Regions from separate parts of the Mus musculus genome. Here regions 1, 2, 3, 4, 5 and 6 are each linked to region 7. Evidence: chromatin contacts called from public HiCAR-type and promoter capture Hi-C data. All regions are on one chromosome and are shown on one strand. Each heading gives the region's core, a stretch centred on a gene start, on an enhancer-like site or on the middle of the called end of the contact. The rest is flanking DNA. Distances are from core to core; before and after follow the strand shown.

Evidence for each region. Promoter capture Hi-C pulls out the DNA fragments that hold promoters and counts their contacts. HiCAR-type assays count read pairs that join an accessible place to other places.
Region 1: a contact with region 7 is called in a HiCAR-type map of astrocytes, with 3 times the contacts expected there. The contact joins the promoter of Npnt here to the promoter of Ube2d3 in region 7. A contact is called at or near these places in 1 of 39 promoter capture datasets (cranial neural crest) and 1 of 115 datasets of contacts at active chromatin or transcription factors (astrocytes).
Region 2: a contact with region 7 is called in a promoter capture Hi-C map of pre-B cells, with 7 times the contacts expected there. The contact joins the enhancer-like site here to the promoter of Ube2d3 in region 7. A contact is called at or near these places in 3 of 39 promoter capture datasets (hippocampal neurons, neutrophils and pre-B cells), 1 of 484 Hi-C or Micro-C datasets (B cells) and 1 of 115 datasets of contacts at active chromatin or transcription factors (embryonic stem cells).
Region 3: a HiCAR-type map of astrocytes shows a contact between it and region 7, with 2.9 times the contacts expected there. The contact joins the promoter of Aimp1 here to the promoter of Ube2d3 in region 7. A contact is called at or near these places in 2 of 39 promoter capture datasets (hippocampal neurons and pre-B cells) and 1 of 115 datasets of contacts at active chromatin or transcription factors (astrocytes).
Region 4: a HiCAR-type map of astrocytes shows a contact between it and region 7, with 5 times the contacts expected there. The contact joins the promoter of Ddit4l here to the promoter of Ube2d3 in region 7. A contact is called at or near these places in 1 of 39 promoter capture datasets (hippocampal neurons) and 1 of 115 datasets of contacts at active chromatin or transcription factors (astrocytes).
Region 5: a promoter capture Hi-C map of hippocampal neurons shows a contact between it and region 7, with 5 times the contacts expected there. The contact joins the promoter of 1110002E22Rik here to the promoter of Ube2d3 in region 7. A contact is called at or near these places in 4 of 39 promoter capture datasets (cranial neural crest, frontonasal cranial neural crest, hippocampal neurons and 1 more) and 1 of 115 datasets of contacts at active chromatin or transcription factors (embryonic forebrain).
Region 6: a promoter capture Hi-C map of liver shows a contact between it and region 7, with 7 times the contacts expected there. The contact joins the promoter of Mttp here to the promoter of Ube2d3 in region 7. A contact is called at or near these places in 2 of 39 promoter capture datasets (both in liver), 1 of 484 Hi-C or Micro-C datasets (CD4 T cells) and 2 of 115 datasets of contacts at active chromatin or transcription factors (embryonic forebrain and embryonic stem cells).

What each region holds. Positions count from the first base shown.
Region 1 is chr3:132,947,997-132,951,579 of GRCm38.p6, forward strand. Npnt (nephronectin) reads right to left here and starts at 2,295. Exons shown (of 14, transcript NM_001287101.1): 1 at 1,977-2,295; 2 at 51-151. The coding sequence starts at 2,047.
Region 2 is chr3:137,990,237-137,993,542 of GRCm38.p6, forward strand. All of the region lies in intron 2 of Gm19708 (a long non-coding RNA gene), which reads left to right. Among named protein-coding and RNA genes, the nearest start is that of Dapp1, 10 kb to the left of the region's middle. Within about 2 kb of position 1,400, at least 31 of the 459 cell types and tissues checked have an H3K27ac peak or open chromatin away from gene starts, as enhancers often do. A contact at or near this core is called in pre-B cells, where this site is marked.
Region 3 is chr3:132,681,555-132,685,201 of GRCm38.p6, forward strand. Aimp1 (aminoacyl tRNA synthetase complex-interacting multifunctional protein 1) reads right to left here and starts at 2,325. Exons shown (of 7, transcript NM_007926.2): 1 at 2,239-2,325. The coding sequence starts at 2,240. It overlaps Tbck (TBC1 domain containing kinase), which reads left to right and starts at 2,590. Exons shown (of 26, transcript NM_001163455.2): 1 at 2,590-2,840.
Region 4 is chr3:137,622,374-137,625,746 of GRCm38.p6, forward strand. It overlaps Ddit4l (DNA-damage-inducible transcript 4-like), which reads left to right and starts at 1,299. Exons shown (of 3, transcript NM_030143.4): 1 at 1,299-1,510; 2 at 1,759-1,900. The coding sequence starts at 1,810.
Region 5 is chr3:138,060,510-138,064,127 of GRCm38.p6, forward strand. 1110002E22Rik (RIKEN cDNA 1110002E22 gene) reads left to right here and starts at 1,733. Exons shown (of 3, transcript NM_001370862.1): 1 at 1,733-1,789. All of the region lies in intron 1 of Gm5105 (predicted gene 5105), which reads right to left.
Region 6 is chr3:138,129,966-138,133,346 of GRCm38.p6, forward strand. It overlaps Mttp (microsomal triglyceride transfer protein), which reads right to left and starts at 1,688. Exons shown (of 18, transcript NM_008642.3): 1 at 1,275-1,688. The coding sequence starts at 1,335.
Region 7 is chr3:135,437,143-135,440,585 of GRCm38.p6, forward strand. It overlaps Ube2d3 (ubiquitin-conjugating enzyme E2D 3), which reads left to right and starts at 1,984. Exons shown (of 7, transcript NM_001356597.1): 1 at 1,984-2,656. The coding sequence starts at 2,633. 4930539J05Rik (RIKEN cDNA 4930539J05 gene) reads right to left here and starts at 1,523. Exons shown (of 3, transcript NR_030689.1): 1 at 1,279-1,523.

The DNA of each region.
Region 1 (3,583 bases), core at 1,045-3,544, 2.5 Mb before region 7:
CACACACACACACACACCAAGGAACAGGAGTCTCCAGCCCCGATACTCACGTTGGCACTGTCCCCAGGACTGGCGGGCCCAGCCCCAGCAGCAGTCAATCCTGCCTCCATAGCGACATAGGCCGATTGAAGAAACTATTTGCCTGGGCCACCTACCAAACAAACAAAATATTTAAAATAAATAAAGACACCTGAGATTTAAAATAATTTCCCCTTTGTTTTATTTAGAAAATGTATATATACTTAAACCACACCCAGTAATTTTCTACAAGCTCCTTACTGCCTGCAAGGAATTGGAGAATAAGACACCTTCCCAGTAGTAGTCCTACAGTGATCTAATTTCTAATTGTAAAGTTAAATGTACACACACCCAGCCCACAGGAGTAGGGAGAAGAAACCAGGTTGGCTGCAACCAAGAAAGCTCAGGCTACTATTCACGGGATGGTTTCTGAAAGCTTGAAATAAAACAGATTAGCCAGACTCACAGCTGTTGGGGGCGGGGAGGAGGGGGCAGTTTTGACTAATGCACCGGGACGCTGAAATGTGCTGAATAACAGATCTGTCAGAGCAGAAAGAATGTTTGCTTCGTATAAAGGGCAGATAAGGAAATGGGCAAGAAGAGGAGCTTATTCAAAAATCAAATGCAACCAACCAAGCTCTTTCTATACAACTGCCTCCTCCTCCTCCTCCTCTTCCCCACCACTGCTGTAAGAAAAGCCCAAAACCAGGCCGTGAAGAGTGTCTCAAGTGTCCTCGTATTTTACAAGCTGTCTGCATCAGCAATCCACATTATTTCCCTCTCCGATGTAAAGTGTACCCAGAGAGACTCCAAGTTTAGGATGCAGATTTATGCATCAGATCACACTTACACCTGTGACTGTTAGCCTGTTTAGATTCACACCTACCAGACTTTCTGGACACCTAGGCTGTGTGTGTGTGTGTGTGTGTGTGTGTGTGTGTGTGTGTGTGTGTGTGTGTTTCTTTGTAAATGGACACCTAGGCTGTGTGTGTGTGTGTGTGTGTGTGTGTTTCTTTGTAAATATGTGTGCCCCAAAGTAATGCACCACAAATCCAAATGTGGGCAAAGAATTGCTTTTGGAAAATAAAAGGCTTAGCCTCTGGCTGCTTTCCACTCTTCTTTAAACTCTTTATCTCTTCAATTCATCTTCGCTTTACCCTCAGGCTCAAAGTACAAAACAACCCCAACTTCTATTTCCTCCGACCAGGTGGTGAACCGGGAGCGGGTGCCTTTTTCTTCCGCGCTCCGAGGCTTTTCCTCTGGTCCCCTCCAGGGACAGGAAAGCCAATCAATCCTGGAATTGATTCGTTCCAAGATTGCAGGTAAAACAGGTGCGGCATCTTCAAGGCAGCCCTGGGACAAGCTCTGAGGGATGGGGACAGGGGTGAGTGGTGGTGTGAGCCAGCGGGAAACCTGTCCAGCTGAGGCCTTCAGTGGGGACTGAGCCCGGGATCTCCGGGGAGATCGCGCGGTGCGCTGCCTTGGGGGGACACGCTGAGTGACAGCAGAGACCCTGCCGGAGGTTGTTGGGACCTGTCAGAGCAAGCAACAGTCAGGCCCGCCAGGTCTGAGCGGTGCCGCGTGCTACACACACACACACACACACACACACACACACACACGCACCCCGAGCGCCTCCTCTCAGTACTCATGTTAAGCTTGTGTACACCGTCCCCCCTCCGAACCACAAACCGAGAGCCCTCGGGTGCCATTTGTTCCAAGTACGGTCCTCGCCGCCACCCTTTGTCGAATCGCCGGGTCACCTGCAAGTTTCCCCTCGGGACACAGTCCATCCTGATCACTGGCTGTAGGGACGCTCCACGCGTCACCTGTGTCCCTGCTCCTGCCCGCTCTCACCGCACACGGGGCACGAGCCTCTCTTTCTCCTGAGCCCGGAGCCAGGCTGCTCCACTCGAGGTCCCTGAGGGAAAGGGGAGGGCACCCGAGACCCGCCTCACCTCCCGTCGAAGTCGGCAGCCACCTGCAGGTAGAGCGAGGACGCGAGCACCGCCGCTAGGAGCACAGCCATGCCGGAGGACCGGGACGCGGGGACGCTGAAGGTTGCGGGGAGCTGCGCGTCCCGGGATCTCCCGGCCGCCTTCGGCGCGGCACCCGCGGCTGCTGGGACGCACAGAGCGCAGCGCGCAGCCGGGCAGGTCTGCGGCGGGCTGGCAGAGCCCCTCCGGCTCCCTCCTGGCGAGGGGAGGCGCTGCGGCGGGAGCCGCGCCGCCCGCGGGGAGGGGCGAGGCGGGAGGGACGCGCCGCGCAGCCCGCCGCCCTCCCTGCCCCGCCGCCCTGGTGCCCTGGGCGCGCGCCGGGGCTCGCCCCTCCCCGGGCCCCAGGGGCAGGGGCGGCTCAGGGGCGGGGATGCGGCGCGCAGGCAGCCTCGGCCACGGGTGGCGCTTGCCCCCGGGCTGCGAGAAAAGTTGGGAGCAGAGCTAGGGAGAGGGCTTGTCGGGTGACCTGCCTGAAAAAGTGAGCCCAGCCGCCAGAGGCTGGGGCGACAGTGGGGTTGGAAGTGGAAGTACGCGTTCTGTGGGGGTAGACAGATGCCCCCCCACATACACACACAGGTGGTCTATAGGGGAGAACCCAACTTTTCTGCACCTACCGGAGGGGTTCCTGGACTGATGAAGGCAGGCAGACCCAGATTGCTTCTCCTACAGAGCTGGAATATCCCTGCACCTTTTAACGGGGGTGGGGAGTGTGGTGGGGGGGGTTCGGCTCTCAGGTCGAATTTTGAAGAAGAACTCTGGGCTCAGGAGAAAGAGAAGAACCTTGGAAAACTGTCTGTGTCCTGAAGCTCCACTTGGTGCACCCCCGTGGGTAGGGCAAGTGCTCCACCCCAGAGGAAGGGGAGTTAGTTACCACTTAGCTTGTGGTGTAGCTGGTCTTGAGGGGACCTCTTTAGAACCATTTGAAGTAGTTACTGAGCTATCATAAAAAGCATTGCACCAAAGGACTGAAAAGAAATGATTTTCATAAATATACGTTCAAACTTAAATCATTCCCGTCCTTAGGCCATACCCCCAATGGCTGGCTGTCCTGTCCTCTCTCTCTTCAGTCCATGATCTCCTGGCCTGGCACCCTCTAGGCATGCATTGAAGAGGTTGTGTGTATAGCTGAATCTCACTTCCTTGCCTAAAAGTCACCCTAAAAGCCAAATATGAATGCTGTTTAAAATTCTTATCTTCCCCTCTGGTGTCACGTCCAGCCATACTTTGCCTTCCCCCCCCCATTGTACTGATCTTTTCTCTTACAGCATAATTTGTTTATCTATGTCTTCTTTCTGTTGTAATGTAAACTCTCCAAGAAGAGCTATCTTTGTTTAGTGCCTACAACATTGCCTGGCACATAGTAGGTGCTCATAAATGTTAATCGAAAGTATTTGCTACCGTACATTCAACTGTCACTCCGTTCGCATCATTTTAAGGTTTCTGCTACTTCAAATTGTTAACGAAAAGTTCTGTGCCAGTTTGGTTACACTATCCTGATTTATCAGTATGTGTAAAAACAGGACTTTTCTGCAAGAAAAGGAAAAATAATAGTTCTTTGATTTCCAAGT
Region 2 (3,306 bases), core at 150-2,649, 2.6 Mb after region 7:
TCTCTTTGCAACAGATAGACTGTCATAGAAAACCACGACCCATCAAAAATGCAGAGTTGTGGTGCTCAATCCCAATAGATACATCTACCTACAGCACAACTCCTGCCCCTAAGGCTCAGGGATCACAGGAGGAAAGTGGGTGGGAAGAGCGTATGAGAAGAGGAGCAGGAAGTTTGCTGTGAGATTGTCTCCTAGAAATGTCAGAGAAGCTGCCCCATAAAGTCTCACCAACATGGCTGCCTAGACAGGACCTGAACAAGGGTGGTACCAACAGATATGCTAATATGTTGCTTTTGAGGTACCAACCTCAGACAAAGAATACAGGCAAGGAAGGAATGCTGAAAGCAGGACAAATAGTCTTTCTTACGGAAGGGCACACCAATAGGTATCCGATACCCAAATGATCGTTGGGTATCGGATAACCTATTGGTGCAGCCCTGAAAACATACATACAAGTAACATTATACAGACTTAGCAGTTGTATTTAAGAACTCACACAGGCATATACACACACACACACACACAGATGCACACACAATTAAAGAAGCTATGAATTCGAAACAAAGCAAGGTGTGGGCACCTGGAAAGAGGTGGCGGGAAGAAAAGGAAGGGGGAAAAATGATGTAACTATATTAAAGCATCATACGAATAACAGTTAACAAAGAGAGAAATGAGTGGGAGGGGACTTAGAACTTCTGGGGAGCATCGTGGAAGGCATGGCTTCAGTTTTGCTGTGTGACAGGTTGGGCCGAGAAGCTTGGGAACAGGGAGACACTGTGGCTTAGGTCTGCCAGGCTTACGAAGGGCTTGACACGTTGCCTTAGACCACTGTTCTTTCCTTACGGACTCCAGGGATTCAAAACCCAGCTCTGGTGCTGTTTTTAAAATTACAAAATATTTTCTGAGCTACAATTAAGTCAGTGGTAAAGTCAGACTTTAGCAACATGCTTTTGGATGTGCTAAAGGTCCTTGAACGACTTTCCTTGAAATTGGATCAACAAATAACGTATTTCTTACAGTAACCCTGGAAGCTATGAGTTGGCACTGTAGAGAATAGAACTCCTCTCGCCACCCAGCGGTGGGTGGCCTTAGTTCGTGGACCAGGTACCCAGTCTCCCTCACGGACTCAAGCAGGACCCCTGTGCTGAGGATATCTCACCACTAGGTGGCAGTCATACTGTATTGGGGCTGCGATTGTTTTATGTGTTTAGCTCTCCCATTGCTTCACCCTCCCGTTTACATTTTCTTTAAAATGGTTGATTCTAATGATTTTCTCTTACATTCATGGAAGATACTAAACTACACGTTTAAAACGATTCCGGTGTAATGTCTAACCTGTCTTGTCAAGCTCTGCATGGTTTAATTCTTAGTTCTACTTTACATTAAATGCTTTGGAGGGTTTGTTTTTGGTTTTCGAGACAGGGTTTCCACTGTGTAGCTCAGGCTGTCCCGGAACTCACTCTGTAGACCAGGCTGGACTCGAACTCAGAGATCCGCCTGCCTCTGCCTCCCCAGTGCTAGAAAGGCCTGGTTTGTTATTGTCAGGAAAGGGCCTTAGGTTTCCCAGCTGTCTTCAAACTCCATAGGTAGCAGAGAACTCCTGGTCCTCAAAGGGTTTCCAGCCTCTGTTGCCACACCCAGTTCATGCAAACTTCGGCTCCATGCTAGAGGAGTAATAGTTTACCAACTGCACTACATCCCCAACTTCTAACACTGAGATCGCTACCAAAAAGATTTAAATGAACGAAAAGAGATTAGAATAGAAAGCTTCCATTTTATTCCTGAAACGCCCCCAAGTCCCTCTGCCCTGCCTCAAACACGCTACGCTTTTAGCGCTTAGTTTTATTTTTGTTTCTTTGTTCGTTTTGTTTTTTAAATCCTAGCCTATTTAGTAAAATATAGATTTTCTTTTTTTCATTTAAAATAAGACCTGAATGTATCTATAGAACTACTGAGGTAAAAATCCTGCCTAATAATAATAATAATAATAATAATAATGAGAAGGAGAAGGAGAAGGAGAAGAAGGAGAAGGAGAAGAAGGAGAAGAAAATCCAACCATAGGGCTCTCAGAATTACAACGGAAACAGTTTACAATAGTTCCCTGCAGGGAAAATTTATTTGGATACAGGAAGGTGGAACTGGAACAAAGAGAAGAATTAAGAAGAACTAGAAGATGTTTGCAGAAAAAGTATTGTAAAGATAACAGGGAAGAGAGGAGGGCACAGATGAGATGGTGGAATCAATGCCTGAGACCTAGAGGAACAAAAGCCCCGAAAGGAACCAGAGATCTAAAGGCTGCAGAGAAACAGGAAGTGTGCGCTTCACAACAGCCACCCACAGGGGGCCGTGTAGAGCCCTACACTGAACATAAAAGCCAAGGGCTAGAGTTTTGACTCTCACAGGTGGTCGGTCACTAGCCTGAAAATCCCCCACCGGGGTACTGGTTCATTATGTTTAAGAGCAACCCCAAGTGAGTCTCATGTTCTGCAGAGTTTGAGTACCATCAGCAAAGCCCATGCCAGAATCTGCAGATCAAAACGGCATGGTGATGGATTTGTAGTTCCTAGACAAGTGATTTATACTGCGAGTTTGTGTCAAGTCAAAGTGCCCTAGGACCTAAGCCACTTTATGGCTGTGTCCATCAATGCTTCTAAACAAAAAAGGTCCCCACCACCCCTAAGACTAGGACCTCCAGTGTAAGTGTGTGTGTGTGTGTGTGTGTGTGTGTGTGTGTGTGTGTGTGTGTAGACACCAAAATGTCTGGATTATATAGGGAAGAGCCTCTGGGAGAAGAGCAGTCCAGCCTCTGGGCTTGAAAGTTCAGGGTAGAGGGTATAGTATGCCAGGTAGGGACTGAGGGATGCTGGGAGAATCTGGAGGCCATGCCCACTTTAAGTCCATTAAATATTGTGAGGTCCCTTGTCTCTGTGCATCCTGACTGCAGCGTATGCAAGAGGAAGGCAGGCAGCAGGGCCCAGTGGGTCCCATGGAAGCACCCACACTCTTTCCATCAGCAAGGCTTCTGTGGCTACAGAGGTAGCTAGTTCACACTCATGACCTGGGGCCTAGATGTCCCATGGAGTGGGATCTCGAACTTGGTCCAGATTCAGCAGTTACAGCTATGCAAACCAGTATGAGACACGAGAAGAGGAGAGAGGTTTGGGAGCTGATTCCAGGGAATGATGAAGAGGCCTCTGGGGAGTTGATCTCAAAGGTGAAGAAGACCCGTGTCCTCTGGGCTCAGGTTAGGTAGATTCCTGGTCCTAGTGACCTAGTCTACCTTACTGTCCAGTGAGATTTCTATAT
Region 3 (3,647 bases), core at 1,075-3,574, 2.8 Mb before region 7:
TGACTCTAAGTCACAATCACTAAAAGTATACATAAAATAAAAATTATACTTAATAAGCTAAATACCAACATGGCACACAACAGAATAACATTAACATTTATGAGGACATTCATAGCTGACACAATGAAAACTATGTTACCAGAAGGTAATCTAGAGTGGTCTGAAGATGTAGATAATTTAAAAATACATCCCAGTTTCAGATATATAAATGTGAGAATTAATAGCAATCATGTTTTTTTCTCTTCTTCCCTTCATTCCAGTCTTGCCTTCCAAACATTTCCCCAGTTGCTTCACAATCTAATTGCCAAGATATTCTACAGCAACATGGTACCTTTAGACCACTTTAAATTCCTGTTGCCATTTAACACATATGTCACAAGTCAGAAGGTAAGGACAAGTAAATACTTTGGTAAATGTGAGGACAATGTGCTCCATAAACACTCACTGACATTGATCCCACTGCTAAGTTTTTAAACCAAGCCTTGCTAAAACCCATAGAAGACCTGAGGCTGTTTCTGGTGAAAGCTCCTATTTATTCTAGATTCTTATCCCCTTACTGGAGAGCCCTTTTTTCTCTTTACTGATGAAGACACAGGAAGTTCTAGCCATATTAAATGATGACAATGGGGGGAGAAAGTAAAATTGATTACTATGAAGGGATAATCCATGCTTTTCTAATATTATGACTTAATTCAAAACCTTTTCTCCCAGTAGAAGACATACATAAAATGCAAAAGGCTTGGCTAGGCCTCCTGTTATCACAGTGAACAATCTTTTATCATTTCATTTTTAAAATAAGTTAACCAATCACTTCAACCACACCATCACGCCTACTTCCAATTCAAGAATGCAAATAAGAACAATAACTAATGGACATTTGACATTGACATTTACTCTCCACCATGTAAGATATCATTTTATACACCAGGAGAAAGTATATGTATTGTCTGGATTCATCCAATTATTATACGGCAAAACCATGATTTTAACTTATGTTTGTCATTCTGAAATTCACACAATTCACTCAAAATGTTTCCCAAAGCCTAAATGCTTTCATTATTTGGGAAACACACTCAAGACCTGACTGGACACTTAGGACCTTTATTGAAGACACTGTTATGTTCCCTTTGAGGTAAAACAAAAGCCTCCTAACTGATCTCCTTTCTCACTTCTGCCCCCAGTCTAAGAGGGCTATGGAGTAACCCTCTTAAAACGAAGCTGGGTAACATTACTTGGCCTTGGAAAACCTTCTATGGCTTTCACTCCCCCTGATTAGCCCACACTCTCTGTCTGCATCATGAATCCCCTCTCTCAGTTCTGAGCCCACAGGCATTGGTCAGACCCCTTCATACTTTGGTAAGTTTCTGTTGCATGGCCTTCGCAATGGCTTGGCCTTATGACTGACTGTACTTCTTGAAGGTTTTCTCTATTGTTAATTCTATTTGTGTCACCTCCTTCCTAGAAAGCCATCTTTTCCTTGAGAACCTTCTCTGGCAACCATGTCAAATAATCTACCTTTTTTTTTTTATGGCTTAATACCTTTTCTGTGCAGTACTTATAATCTAAAATATTTAAGTATAAAATGCCAACACTAAAAAGCGTTTAGTGCTTGTTGCAGGGAACCCAAGCTCAGGGCCCAGCACTTACACAGGAGCACACAATCACAGGTAACTCCAGGTCCCAGGGGTCTGATGCTTTCTAGCCTCCGCGTTTACCTCCACACAAGTTTTGCACAAAAACTCACTCGGGCATGAACACATACCCATAAGTAAAACATATCAATATTAAAATACAGAGTGTTCACCTTACTTTTAATGCTGTACTTCAACAATAAGCCCTAGCCGAGAGGCAACGACTGGGATTTTTGTCCGTTTCGTTGACAGTCATTTCTACTTAGTTTATGGATCTTTACCCAATAACTAAACTGTTGCCGGGAGTATAGTGGTAGCTGGTGTTTCTAATATCTGTTGAAATCAAGGAATCTCCTTCTTCAACCCGTCCTCACGTACAAACACTGGAAATCCTTTGCACTCTCACTTAAAAGGAAACAAGGTAATGCATTCACCCCCTGCCTCCAGTAGCATGCTCTCCCTCGGCCACGTATTCATTGCCCAAACTAAGTTGAATCAAAAGGGGGCACGTGGGTGGAGGTTTTGACCGCGCTTCCCACTACTACACAGAAGGTCAGGTTCTTTTTCCCGGGTGAGAAAGGGAAGAACTCTGGATCGGGACACTCACATGAAGCGGTGACCCAACCGCAGCTCTTGAGCAGCCTCAGCCGGGAGAAGGAAGGGCCAGCCTCCCGCAGTCCCCGGCAGCGAGAAAGGACCCAGGAGGCTGTCCCTGATAAATGCCTGAGCGTTTCACAGTTTCACCGCTCATCGGCCGTCCGCTGCCTGCGCCAGCTCTCTCCCTGTACCACACTGAGCTCCCATCTCCCATTTCCTTCCTCCCTCCCTCCGATCTTCCCTCACTTCTTTCTCACTCGCTACATTTGGCTGTCTGTCTGGGCAAGGGACAGGCGGCCGGAAGTTTTGGGGTCTTCCCCCGGGGTTGCGTCTCGGCGATGTGACGTCATGAGCAGTGGCCGACCCGAGGCGGCGGCGGGGGAGGGGGTGCTGGGCGCTGTCAGTGGAGCGAGGTGCGCGCTCACCCTCGGGTTCTGAGCCGGGGACCCGGGAGGCCCGCGCGGACGGAGGCGTGTCGCTCCGGCTGTCACCTTCCCTAGGCGGCCTCTTGTAGACGCGCCTGAAATGCAGGACACGGCCCACTAAGCACTGCCAGGCATAGCTTCCGCGCTTAGGAGCTCAACCCCCCAATCTCTGCGTCCCCAGATTCAGGCAGGTATTCTGGTGTCGCCGCTTGCCTGGCGTTAGTGGGTGGGACTTGTGGGACAATCAGGTACTGTGAGTGACCCGGCCATTCTGCAGGAACCCATAGAACCAATCTGTGGAGCTGCTTGCTGTTGTGTTTGTCTCCAAACTTCCTTCTCCCTGAAGCCCAAGTTCACCGAGTCTTAGAAATGCAAATACGATTTTACTCTGGATAAAATCCACGTCTCCCCACTACCCCTCTTTTTTCCCCCCTTTTCTCCTCCTCCTCCTCTTCTTCTTCTACATTTTCGACTCACGTGAGTCATCTCCAATCTCTTTAAGAGTTTACATTGTGTCTTGTTCATTATAGGTGCAGGCCATGTTTGTGGTTTTCAGTGTTCTGGCTACAGAAACGTCAGACTTAACGTAGAAGTTTCAAAGTATTCCCTGAGTAAATTTTCCAAGCCAACTACCTGCCTACATGGCTTTCTCTTGTAATCTCTGACTTCATCGTTTTCATTTTTCACTCTCTTCTAGTTACCAAGTGTGAGCACCTGTGTGTGTGTGTGTGTGTCAATTTTTTGTTCGTGAGCTTCATGCACACCAGAGAGATAGACTGATACTGAAATTTGTTTTCTTGCTTGTGGTTTATCTTTTTGAGTCATAAACACTTGTCTGATTTTTCAGTTGTATGTTATTTAATGTCTATAACGGAAAATCTAATATATCATTGTAAAAGTTAAATATTAAAATGCTGAGGTTATGTCTCACCTTTCCTATGACTTCAAGCCTGCTATGTAGATATAACTTTCTGTAATTTTGCATCTACTCATT
Region 4 (3,373 bases), core at 49-2,548, 2.2 Mb after region 7:
GGGAGAGTTAAAAATGGACCTTCAAGCTGGCTTTAGTTTCTGTTGCTCTGCCTGCAAGTGTCCTCCCACTGATCTGTTTATCACACTCTCTTTACCACTTTTGTTGTTGTTTTTCCTTCTGAGAGTTTTTTTAGCCTGGACAGCGGATCCTACTTCTCAAGGCCCTAACCTGCAGGTCCTTCCTTGCACGTGGGGACCCAAAGTGTGCGGGAGTGGTGCTGGAACCTGGCCTTGAATGAGGTTCACCCTCACCCCAAGTATCTCGGTCTCTTCCTTTTCTGATCCACCTCAACCATCTCAGCAACCTCAGCAACCTCGCTGGGAACGCCCACCCATTGCAAACCCTGTGCCACTGGCGCAGGGCAGCAGGAAGGGTGGCTTAGTAAAGTTAGAAGAAAACGTTTGGCATCGTGCTTTTAGTGGTGTCCCAGACCCTCTGTTCCCTCTTGCTCAAGACTCCCCGGAAAGAGTCGCAGAGCTTATCCTAGCAGGACAACTCTTTATTCTCATGCCCCACAAGCTTTTTAAAGACCACTAAAGCTTAAACTTCTTCCCAAACAAGCCCACCGGGAACTTTTGCTTCTGGGAATGGCAATTGCTCCTAACTATCCTGCGGCTGGAGCAGGCAACTGAGATCCTGTTAGTGGTTTTGTTTAGTTTCTTGGCACTGGCCCTCTTCAATTCAAGTTCTGTGCCTTTCGAAGCCAGGTCTTAGAACAGGGCCAGGCTCGCCCTGGCCGCGGAGAAAAACGGTTTAGTCACAGATGTAGTATCCCCAAAGATGCCCCATTGATTCCTGAGTGCAGCTGAAGCTAGAGAGCCCTTACCACATCCCGACCACCTGCGGGGAGACTGGGTGCGGACTGGAGCTGATGGGTTAGAGTCAGAACATGGGCATAAAGGATGCTCACAGAGCACAGTGTCAACTAAGCCAAATACTTATTCAGAATGACACAGCAAAGTTTTGGGTCATGCCTAACAGGACCTGGAGCTTCTAGCTGCTTGAAAAGTTCCATAGCCAAAACCTGAGCAGTCTGAGCCTGGAAGCAGGCAAGCTGTGGGCAGGGGCTCACGCCAAAGAATCTAGGTTAGTGGCCGAAGGGAGATGCTCTTTAGGAGGGTGACCAGTGGCCAACTCAGGGTGACCAGTGGCCAACTCAGGAAGCAGCAGGTGTCCGCCCAAGGCGAGGCTGATCACCAACTCCCAGGGGCTTGCCTGGGCCCCTGCCTGGGAAGGAACTGAAAGGTGACCTGACCCTGCAGGGGCGGGCCGGGGCACGGGCCCGAGCGAGTGGCGCAGGTGGGCGTGCCGGCCAGGAGGAGAGGCGGGACCTATAAAGCGCTCTCCATTCGGGAGGCGGAGCGGCCGGGTGCAGCCTGTGCTGGTGGGCGCGGTGGCCCGCAGCCTTCGGCTTGCTGCAGGACTGTGCAGGGGACCACTGTCCAAGCTTCGGACTACTGAGGGGCGCCTGCCTCGGTTTACCCTTCAGCGTCTGGTGAAATCCGGCAGGTGAGCGACCCGAGGAGGCGGGATAGGGCAGGGTCGCTTCCCAGTTGTGCTGACTTTCCAGCTACTTCCAGCCTGTTGGCTTTAGTTGGCGCCTCCGCTCCTAGGGCTTTGTCAACTTGAGTTGCTAAGGCTGGTCCCTCCCTTTGGAAGGGCAGTGCCCGGGCTAGTTCGCCCTGGCGATGCCGGGACTCTGAGGAGCCTGTGCACTTCTTGCGTGCTTTTGCAAACTTCTCACTTTTTCCTCCCAGCGCCTAGGGAAAGATCCGTTCTGCTCCGCGAGGGAAACAGAGCCGTTGACCATGGTTGCAACGGGCAGTTTGAGCAGTAAGAACCCGGCCAGCATTTCAGAGTTGTTGGACGGTGGCTATCACCCTGGGAGTCTGCTAAGTGGTGAGTCTCTGGGCTGTCCACCTCTTTCCTATCCGAAGGTTGCGGGGCCCCTCTCTAGTGTAAGCGTCCCTGCCTGAGTGCGCGAGACTTCATCTCCTCCTAGAGACACAGAGGACTATGAAACCCATCTGAGATCTCTTTCTAAACTTCCTTTGCATTGTCTGCCCACCAAAAACAAACGTAAGGGGAATAATGCGTTGTTCCAGTCTGCTAAGAGGCTCTTGGGGATGAAGTTCCCTATCTCATGGTTGGAACATTAAGTGTACAGGCTGGGTGTGTTTAAAGACATGCGCTTACTTGTGTAGCTAGCACCACCACGTCCGTCCCCCCTCCCCCCCCCCCCCCAAATTCTCCCTTTTCTGTTTGCCACCTAATCCTTCTCTTTCCCGTCTCCAGAAGACCATCCTTCGGCATTTTGTTACCACGTTAGTTTTGCTTTTAGAATGTTAAATAATAAGTGTATATGCTCTTCTCAGTTCGGTTTGCTTTCCCACCGTGTGATGTTGTAGAGTTATACACTTACCTCATCAGTGAGTTCCTTTTCGTTGCTAAGTAAGATTCTATTATGAAATGCACCCACTGTGCATTAATGTCAGAAGAAAACTTGAACAGCCCTGGTTCTACAGGAATCATCATTTGCAACTTGAAACGTCAATTTCTAATCTGACAGACTATTCAACTATGGAAGAGTGGTGTGAGCATATATTAAGTGGCTTAAGCTCTTTAGATTTTCTTCATCTATAAGATAATATTATAATTCTAAATTTGTCTGTCTTCAATGTGGATAAAAATACAGATATGATTTGGAATCTATTTGTTGGAATTTAAAAAATAAAACAAAAAACAAAAAACAAGCAGTGCCCTCTAAGTGAGCTAATGACATAGAAAACCAGGAGAGGAGAGGAAGGCTCGTGGCCGCAGTGTGGCATGGCACCCGGCCAAGTAGTAGGATTAATTTGGAAGGTAGGTGACCAAATGCAGAGCTATCTTTTTTCCTCTGAGTAAACCTAACTTTGTTTTCCTGGGACTGTTTTGTTTTGCTCAGCTAAGAAAAACTGACCCAGCCCGGTTATAAATAAACTCAGGAACCTCAAAAGTCCTCTCTCCTCTGCGAGCAAACTTGAATCAAACAGGTCAAAGCCAACACTGGACCTCCAGGCCATCCTAGTAAGGACTTCTAACGAAAACTAAGGCTGGTAGATCATTAGCATTGGGACAGGCTCACTTTACAGCGTTTGAAACCATTCTGCACGCCAACGGTCCCTTTGTTAAGCAATAGTGATGATTTTTATTCCAGATGTTCTGCATGGACTTGTGAAAAAAAACTAAAATAAACTTGGAAAACCCTACAGAGAGAGCAAGGGGGAAAGGAGATCACTAGTAATCTTGGATGACCTTGGACAGATTTTTGCCACATAATCCTCAAGACTACGGGGAGAGAAGAAATTGTAAAAGAGGGTTGTTTTAACCTAT
Region 5 (3,618 bases), core at 483-2,982, 2.6 Mb after region 7:
AGAAGAGGAGGGCGGCAGCCAGAGAAGATGAGTTCCCTGATATGCGTGCCTCCTGGCTCAAGCCGCAAAGTGAACAACCACTCCACTCCATATCTGAGCTTGTGGGCAGGCTCAAGGGCTGCTTACTAAGGGTTTATTTCTGGTGGTGAACTGTCCCTTCCTGTCCTTCCAAGTTTTAAGGGCATAGCTAAGGGGTTGCATCTAGAGTGTGTGTGGCCCCATGACACCATGCCGGGCTCGCCCTCCCACCGTACATGCTGTTTTCCCCTTCACAGGGATAGCTGGCTCCTAATCCTGCTTCTCCATGTCTTTGGACCAGCTGGTCCCGGAGGCGGGCAGTTGGCTAAAGGCTATGAGACAGCTTAATTAGCCTGCGATGGGTATGGTCCTGTGACACCCCCCCCCCCCATACACCTCATAGACTTGTACTCAATTAACTACTTAAGGTTGGTTGGGTCCACCTCACACCCAATTTTAACCAGGGCTGCAGCATTTGATTATTGGGAAAAATGGTGAAAAGCCCTACAGAGGCACAAGCTTTTACTTAGCCTCGCTTTTTTTTTTCAGTCCATAAAGTGGAAACAATAACTACTTTTTAGTCATATGATTATGGAGGGCTTATTTCAATAACCACGTACCTTTTAGTACATTAAATAGTATGATAGGGCACCTTCTTTCAGATGCCAACTTTCACATGTCCATCCCTAGGCTTGGAAAGGTGCTAGCCACGTCCTAGGTCTTAGGCAGTGGTCCCCAGAAAAGCCTTCTTCACATAAGTGTGTGCTGAGAGCGATACACATCTTTATGGAAAGACCTTCAACTCAATATAAAGCACCACTGTCTCTTCCCTGCTGTGCCCCAGACAAACTAAGAATGTTTGTGGTTGGCCAAGGGTTTGGCATTGACTCTGAGGTTAAGTTTAACCTAATACATCTCTTCGTTTCCAGTCTAAGGTTTGCCTTCTGTGAACGGTTTCTTCTCTTGAATAGCACACTTAGTTATCTTATTATGCCAGATTTGGAGACCCAAAATATAAGCATGACCTTTAATCAGCTGGTGGGTGGTCTGGCCTTCGTTCTTCACTTCTTAAGTCATGTTAAGGTTTTACATACACTGAACTATCTCAGAAACCCTTCAAGGAAAGCTAAGAGACTTTCTCCTCAGAGAGAAATGTAACAACGCTGAGTCACTTCCTTTGTTGCTCCTGGAGTTCCCATATAAAGTTATCAACAGGGCATACCTTGCCTGTCTAACCACGCGTGCCTGCTCACCATGGGTTAATACTGGCAATATTAGTCACATCAATTGCTCAACACCTGAGGTCAGGCAGGCAACCACTGAGTTCATCTGTAAAAAAGTGATCAGAGTCATCTGTAAGAATAAAAGGCACGGTGGCTACCCACCTGTAAGAATGAAGGACACGGTAGCTACCCATGACTCCAAGCTACTCCACTAGATCTCAGACCACCCCTTTTCATGGTACCATAAACTAACCCAGAACTCTGAAAAACACCAGAAGGGAAACCGTGTGGAGTCCTTAATTGTCTTCTTTACCCTAAAGTTGGCTGCTGTTTTTCTATTTATACATTTCTTTTCTTTTAATAGTCAGCCCTACTATGGTGTTTCAGCTTATTTGATTTTAAACCACAAAGGGAATTTTTGGTTTGACTTAAAAAAAAAAAAACCTTTTGGAAATTGACTTTATATGAAGGAACCCCCACTACCACCATATCGACACTGGCATTGTTTAGCTGGAAATCCTTGAAGGAGCCACACACCTATTCTGAAGGTAAGAACCCACGTTAGAACCGAACCAGGCTGTGTCTGATTGTGGGGGAGGGGGTTGGGGGGAGGTGGGGAGCTTGGCCAGGGCTGGGTTCTCAGAGAGGGGAGACCTCAGGAGGTTTTGCGGAACTTTGGGTATTAAGAAATTATGGTGACCAGTTGTAGTCTGGGACCTTTAATCCTAGCACTGGGGGAGGCCGAGGCAGGTGGATATCTGAGTTCGAGGCCAGCCTTGAAAACACAGAAAGAAAGGAAGAAAGAAAGAAAGAAAGAAAGAAAGAAAGAAAGGAAGGAAGGAAGGAAGGAAGAGAGAGGGAGAGAGAGAGAGAGAGAGAAAGGAAGGAAGGAAGGAAGGAAGGAAGAAAGGAAGGAAGACAGGGAGAAAGCAAGCAAGAAAAGGAAAGGAAAGGAAAGGAAAGGAAGAAAGAAGAAGGGGAAGAGGGAGAGAGAGAGAGAGAGAGAGGGAGAGAGAGAGAGAGAACATTACCATATACCCTGTGTGTCAGAACTTTCAGTTTTATATTTTGCTAACCACAGGAAGAAACTCAAGAAAAAAAATCTGTTGTGTTGCGATGACAGACAGGGCCATATGACAGCGCTAGAGTGATTCTTCCTTGGACTATACAGAAACTCTCGCCTCTTGATTAGCCAGGAAGCACATGTGTCTCACACTGTCTTGGACTATCTCCAGGGCTTTCTTACTGCCCAAGGCATGGTCAGCCTCAAAGAAAAGTAAAAATGGCGAGCTCAAAAGTCTGCTTGCCTGAGAGAAGGGGACTATATTTAATCCATTTTATTAACAGAATCGTGTTCCTTAGCCCCCCAAGTCCATAAAGTGTTCTCGGGTTGAATATCTGAAATAAAAACAAACAAACAAACCTCAACCAGTTACATAGATTATTTGTGGTCATGCAGATTTGATAGTTGACGGGGTAACAACTCTGAATGGTTTTGTGGGGACCCACCTTGACTGTGGGGACCCACCTTGATTGCCTATCGTAACCGTAAAGGTCTCCAGCTGGACTGCCTAGGTTTGAATCATGCCCTACCTCTGTGTCTCAGGTTCCCCGTCTATAAAATCAGTATAGTAATTGTACTTAATTCATGTGGTTCTTACCAGAATTCAATCATTAATATGTGCGTAAATGTTAAAAATGTTCCTAGTTAGTTGTACTTACTAATTAAGAAACTAAGATTTGGAAGGTATTTCTTTTTCTTTCCCATGACCCTGAGTTATGGCTTAATAACCATTGCTTTATTCCAGATGTTTTCAGTCTCTTCTGGGCACGTTTTAGTGGCAGTAGAGAGGGCAGAGGGCTTGTCCTAGGGAGAATGGTGGGGTTGGGATGCCTACAGGGAGAGAAGGTAGACGCTGCAGTTGTCAGGGGTGACTACTTCTCACTTACGCACATGCCTACTCAGAGGAAGGAACCCTTTTCAGCGTGGGGATGGCATTCATGTCAAAAGGGGATGGTTGGCGGTGTTATTTTCCTTTCCACAAATGTGGATGTTTAAAATAGGGCTTTATCCAATCGGCATAGGTGACACACAGACTATGTATAGAGGTGGACTTGGGCCTGGCAGATGATGAGGGCCAGGTCTCACCAAAACCTAGTCGTGGTTTTCCATGGACCATGCCCGGGGAATCGCCCCAAAGGTTGCTAGCACTGACCCCTCTGTTGCCTTGGCAAATCTGCCTGTCCAGATCTTGACTTGTTTGGAATGAATCTATCTCAGAGCGGGTGAACTGGGATTTTGGCCGTATTTTCAGGGGCATGCCAGAGGCTCACATTTCCTCTCTGAACCTCCCTCCAAGCCGCACTGTACTCAGGG
Region 6 (3,381 bases), core at 438-2,937, 2.7 Mb after region 7:
CATGCGCCACCACGCCTGGCGTGGAAGGGTTATATCTTAACCACTGATGATTTTTAAAAGTACTGAAAATATTCCCTCTAGTTTAAGACCCCATTTGCTCAGGTAAACAATTGAATTGTAGCCCTCAATATCTTGTAGTAACAGTCCCTTTTCATGTAGAAATTTCACACACACACACACACACACACACACACACACACACACACACACACGGTGGAGGGGGAGAGAGAGAGAGGAAGAGAGAAAGAGAGAGAGAGAGAGAAATATTGAGACAAAGTTTGCTTTATGATCAAAAGTCACATTGGTCCCAAACAGATTTAAAGTGTGCGTGTGGTTATTTTATGTCCATCACTCAGAGGACACAGTACTAGAAGTTGATCCTACCATGACAGATTGCCTTTAGAGCGATTGGTCTTAACAGTATAACTTTTTATAAACTATAAAAAAGTGACATCTTTATACAAGGTTACAATGCAAAACCCAAAGACTTTATAAGCTGCTGGATCTATAGAGTTTACAAGCTGCTGGATCTATAGAGTTTACAAGCTGCTGGATCTATAGAAGGTTTCACAACAGCACAGCATTCCATACAACACTTTCAAACCACTCCTTGTGAAATCACTTTCCTCTAGGATTTTCCTGATGTCATTAATTCATATTTTAAAGTAACGTTTGCCTTAAAACAAAAATTGTTAACTAGGATCGCTATTTTTAAAGGACGTCTTCTTTCTTACATCCATATTACATCGCAGCTTTATTTTCCTTCACTCCCTGACTCAGGTTATGCTACTTCCTTTCAAAAGCAATGGGAGTCCATACAGGCTTTACCAGTTCATTCCTAATTCTTTGGTCATCAAATGCCTTCCTTTTATTGGGTCTGATTCTTCTTGTCCTTCCAGTGCTAAGCAACCAGACTGGGTTATTTTACAATTCAAATGAAGGAGCTGCCTTCTGTGTGTCTATCAGCAGGTAACATTAGCTCATAACTCTCTCCAAGAGTGAGAAACTGAAGCTAGAGACACACTGCTCTGGGGTGGAGGGTGGGGGGTGGCAGGGCTGAAATGAGAAAGGAATCTCTACTTTGGTAAAAGAGAGCAGGAAATTAAATTCTGTCTTCCTTTCCACCTTGTCACTTCCTCCCCCAGATATTCCAATCTTATATATTTTCAAAAATTGTATAGTTAGGAACTCTTTCAACACACACACACACACACACACAGAGAGAGAGAGAGAGAGAGAGAGAGAGAGATTAGGGAAAGGCAACGTAAACTTACCTTTAACGGAAGCAGAGTAGGAGGAGAAGAAGCAGAGAAAAAGCACTGCCAAGAGGATCATGCTGGCTCCCTCTGCCACATCCAGTCCCCGGGACTCACTGAGCAGTGGTGGCAGCCAGCAAGGAAGTGACCCTCTTCAGAACCGGCGACAACAGTGTTTATCTATAGGGGAAAGGTCAGATTCCAAACTCCAAAATCAGGACCTAAGTTCATGGAAGGGCTCACTATTAATGATTAAACGCAGGTGGGCTATAGTTTGTAGTCTCTCGCTTTTAAGAAATTTGTTTCAGTAGGGCAGTGGTGGCGCACGCCTTTAATCACAGCACTTGGGAGGCAGAGGCAGGTGGATTTCTGAGTGTGAGGCCAGCCTGGTCTACAAAGTGAGTTTCAGGACAGCCAGGGCTACACAGAGAAACCCTGTCTCAAAAAAAAAAAAAAAAAAAAAGAAAAGAAAATGTTTCATCCCAGAAGGAAAATCAAGGGAGTTTTTATCTTGTATTCCAAACTAAACCAGTGAACAGTCTTACATATGCAGAAAAGACGAAGTACTAAGAAGTCATGCCAACAAAACAAAACAAACTACAACAAAAAAACCTAGTTGTGATACTTTTCTGCTCAAGTACACAATCATCAGCAAACCTGGAGAATCCTATAATTTGTAAGGAAACGTGAGGTTCAATAAATCCCAACCTCGTTGAACCCTACTGAACCAGAATACATCTTCTATGATTATTTTTGAATTTTTATACTATCACCAACCATTACAAAGATGACTTCCAATTGCAGAATTTATCCTAAGTCATACCACCATTGATAAGGATAATGCTATGATTAGGCCTTTTATCCCTGAAGTACAGATCGTCGTCCTTATATGGGAGAGAAAAGTCAGGGTTGGGGCAGTCAGCATTTGACAGCATTAGTGTGTCAGTAGGCCAACTGAGGATACTAGAGTGGCCCTCTGTAAAGACAAGTGATGCCTGTTTCCCACATACCCAGGTTCCTAGAATGGGAAGCCAGAGTCCCGTTGTTCCTTCTGAGTTACAGTTCTCTCTTTCTCTCTTTCTTTCTCTCTTTCTTTCTCTCTTTCTTTCCCCTTCCTTCCTTCCTTCCTTCCTTCCTTCCTTCCTTTCTTTCTTTCTTTCTTTCTTTCTTTTTTTCTTTCTTTTTGGTTTTGGTTTTTCGAGACAGGGTTTCTCTGTGTAGCCCTGGCTGTCCTGGAACTCACTCTGTAAACCAAGCTGGCTTCGAACTCAGAAATCCTCTTGCCTCTGCCTCCCAAGTGCTGGGATTAAAGGAGGGTGCCACCACTGCCCAGCCTGAGTTACATTTCTAAGAAGAGATTCAGAGGACAAGTCCCAGTTCTCACCACTTTTGCAACAGTATGTTATCTAGGATACGTCTTTCAAGAGAATGCCCTCATATGTATAGCTCTGGCCACACTAAGTGACCCAGCTAACATTTGTCCCTGGAAGTCCTGATAGAAACATAAACACTTCTAAGGGGGGTGGGGGAGTCAAGTCGATTGGGTAGAAGAAAAAGGAAGTTTGGAAGTGAGGGTTATTGGGATATTGGTCTATGAGAATATTTATGGCCATGTTTGTTTTACATATAAAATGAATTCTTAAAGCAATCCTGGTTCCCCTGAAAATCTGCCACTCCCCTAACCTTGAGTTTAAGTCTTTTAGACAATTTAGATTAAAGATAGCAAGCAATAGAGCTACAAAATAAAAAGTAAAAGTTAAAAAAAAATGTCCTTTGAAGTGTGTTTTCCTATGCAAAATTGAAAGGTGAAAATTACCTTAACCTCCTCTTGAGAGCAGAACTTCATTTGCTATTACCAGTTTTCCTGGGGCCAGACAGGAAAGGGCGTGCTCACAAAACAAACAAACAAGCAAACAAACAAACTTCCAAAAACCCAAACCTTTACAGAAATGATTTTGTGGATACCGGGTGGCCATATACAATGCACATACAATGTAATGTGAAAATGCCTGTCCCTTGCTTTTGGTTTAGTTGCTGTTGTTGTTACTATAGTTTATTTTTTGAGATGGCACTGGCTAACCTGGAAGTCGCGGTGCAAAACAGGATGGCTTTCACTCACAGTGAT
Region 7 (3,443 bases), core at 734-3,233:
TAAGTACTGAGGGTTTACTAACTCAGAAAATGGTTCTGATGAAGTAATCTCTATCACTTGGCTGCTTGTTGTAAGTATAATCTCGGGCCTACTAAATAAAATCAGCATTTTAAACAAGACTCCAGGTGGTTCCTATGGCGAGTAGCTGAGGCAGCTGCATTCCGTTAACTGCTCCAGTGATATTACCTATGGTATACACCGTCACTCTTCGGCTATACATTGACTTTTATCATTTTACTTGCGGAATATTGCCTGCAACAGGTTCTCAAAATTCAAATTATTTCCACGTAGTCCTGAAGGACCTCCACTTTAAGTAGGGTCGTTTAAGGATGCTAGAAAACCTAAACATATTGATCTTTTTGAATGTCTTTCAAAAGTTAAAGTCTTACTTTTTACCCAAAGAGTACTCTCGATGACAAACGGCCCTCTACATTTTATGCAGGGCAGACTAAAACAGGGCAGTGGCACACTTAACAGATCTCACCCCCAGGATTTAATCCAGACCGATTCCCTAGTATTTTGTCACTTTGGGGCTCAAAAACTGAAACAGCAGAAGGAAAAGACGATTCTAGGATATTCCTCTTGCGGTTCCATACCTAAGGCTCTACCCAATCCGATCACAATAAAGCTGTATTGTTAAGGCTATGCAAACGCAGAACCCTGCAGGCCGCTGCTCTCAGATTGGCCCCTCGGGGTTAACAACGCGCATGTGTCCGCACTTGGCGGTGCGATCAGCACTCAGCCTGGATCTTTTAATTTGCTGTTCCTAATTTGAGGGGAGCTTCTTCGCGCTGCTCAGCCCTCTCTGAGGAGCACGGGAAGAAATCTCCATCACCTGGGCCGGCAGAAGCCGTGAACCGGCTCCACCTTGACTAAGGCATCTAGTCACCCCGCGGCCCCGCCCACAGCACCTCCCCGATTGGACGCCCGGGGGAGGGCCGTGTCGGCGCGCGACGGCCGGCCGGTCGGGGGAATTCCATTTCCTCCCCCGCCCACTAGCATAAGCACTCAGGGGCGGTGCTTCCCTCGCAAGACCCGCCCAGTAAGAGCCCAGGGGGGGGGTTGCCGGCGCATCTCGCGATAACTTGCGGATTTGGGGGCGGGTCCCGAGCCAGGAAGAGAGCACAAAACTGCCCTTAAGTCATTGCAGACCCGGAGCTGCTGCGAGCCTGCCACGAGGTTCTCGCGAGATCCGCCACCTCCATCCCAAGTGAGGAAACGGGGGGCCACTCAGGGAGGGGCGTGGGGCCTCGACCGCGCAGCTGCCGCTTCCATTACCTTCCTCCTAAGGTCTCCTTCCGGTTCTCGATGCTTCTCTGAATTTAAGGGTTTCCGCCACTCGCCTACCCTCCCCCTCAGCCCATGACCCGCCTCCGTCCCCCGCCCTCCCGGCCCGACCTCCGATCGCTTTAGCGAGAAGGTGCTGTTCCGACAGGGAGACGGCAAGCGGGCGGCACGTCCACTCGGCCCGAGCGAGGGAAGCAAACCGCTCCCCCCTGAACCCCTCGGCTCGCCCCGCGCTCGCGACGGCGGCGTTGGCGGACGGATACGCGGCGGTGAATAGGCGGGGGGAGGGGCGGAGCGTGGCAGCTGGCAGTAGTTCCGTCAGAGCGGACATCTTGTGGCTGTGCCGTGCGCGTGAGCCCCGTAGGGCCGGGGAGGCACCAGCTGCCGCGCGGGGAGGAGGCCGAGGCCGCAGCTCGAGGGAGGCCCCGGCCCTCTGTACGCGTGGGTGTGGACAGCTCGGGAAAGGGGAGGGAGACGGGCCGGGGCCGGCGCGGTGCCCGGGGGGCTGTGGGCGGCCCGAGCGGGCAGCCCTCGCGGCTGGGTGGGGTAGGGTGGGGAGAGGCCGGCGGCGGAGCCGGGGCCCGGCCGCAGGGGGAGGGGGCATGGGCGCGTCCTCGCGCCGGAGCTCCGCGGCCGCCGGGCGCGTGGTGGCGAGGTGGCGGGCGAGCGAGCGGGCGGGCGCGCGCACGCAGGAGCGCGCTGCGAGGCGGAGAGTACGGTGGTGTCAGGGGCGACCCAGAACAGCCCTCGCCGTGGGGACGGGAGCGCACCCGGGGCCCATTGCCTTGTGCTGGCTCGCTGTCCCTTGGAGCCGAAACCGAAAGGAGCCCGGCGTCGGTCCGGAGCCGCCCGCTCCCCTCCCCCTTGCCTTTCTCTGCCCGAGTGACGCCGGCCTAGCGCCGACTAGGCCCCGGCTCCTCCTCTGCCCGGCTCTGGACCCTGCCCCGCACCCACCCCTTTCTCCTCCGCCTCTTCCTCTCCCACCCGGGGCTCGTCTTCCTTTCAAGAGGCCGGGAAGTTAAACTTGTAACCACCTCTCGGCGCTTCCCGTCACCCTCTCGCCCTCTCTGGGGCGAAGCGCGGATCTCGGTAGCTGGTGGCTCCGCCACCCCGCCCCGCCCTGCCGGGATCGCGGCGGTTTTCAGGGTTCTGGAGTCAGCAGGGTTTCTCCGAGGCCCTGGCGAGTCGCTGACCTGCTCCGTTTTTGCAAAAAGGCGCCTGTGTCTGGCAGAGCCGGTGTGAGAAGAAGAGACAACCCTTCCCCGCCGCCGGGATAATCAAGAATTTTGGCCGGACCTTTGAGTACACCTCGGGATAGTGAGGAGCCCGGCGAAAAGCACAGACTATGGCGCTGAAACGGATTAATAAGGTGAGCAGTTTGGACTAAATGGTGCGGACAGGGTTGTGGGAAGAAAGGAGGCTTGGGGCCCAGAGGAAAAAAAGCGTGGGTCTGGTGGTGGATACAATTCTGAAAATACCTTTTCTTGGGTTAAGGAAAGGCAGGTGCACTTTGAAATGAGCTGTAAGATAGGGAACTGAATGGTTTGGGTAAGCGAAATGTTAGCTTTTTTCACTAGAATCTGTAAGTATGGGTGAGGGAGCGTGGCTATTAGGCTCCTCGGTTTTTTGCCTAAGAGTCAGGTTTGGGAAGTAGAATTGTGTACAGGCCCTCGGCTAATGTCATGGTGCTGCTTCCTAGTCTTGGTTCTTCAAAACTTATTACAGCTGCTAAGGCTTATTGGCATTCAAAAGAAAGGAATGTAACAGATGAAAAACGTTTTGTTCCAAACTTGACTGAGAGTCTGGGTATGACAAACATACCTCAGTTCGCTAAAATGTGGTGACGAAGTCTGTTCAGAAGCTTAACCAAATCTGGGCAGTTACACAAGAGTAAGTAGGGTTGGGAGGAGGTGGACCGACACTGTTGCCACTTCCTGTGTTGTGTGGTCGCTGCTCTCACCCGAAGCTATTTATCTGAGGCACTGGGAACCCTGTAAAAGCCTTCTGAAAGATCCTGGGGGGAGTGGGGGTTGACAGTGCAGGGAAACTGGATGGGGAGACTGTTTTTGCTTAAAACCCATCTTTAAGGAGGCTTGTTTGAGCAAATCGATATAGTTTGATAAGTTGTCAATTTAAGTTGGCAAGAACTAGAATTT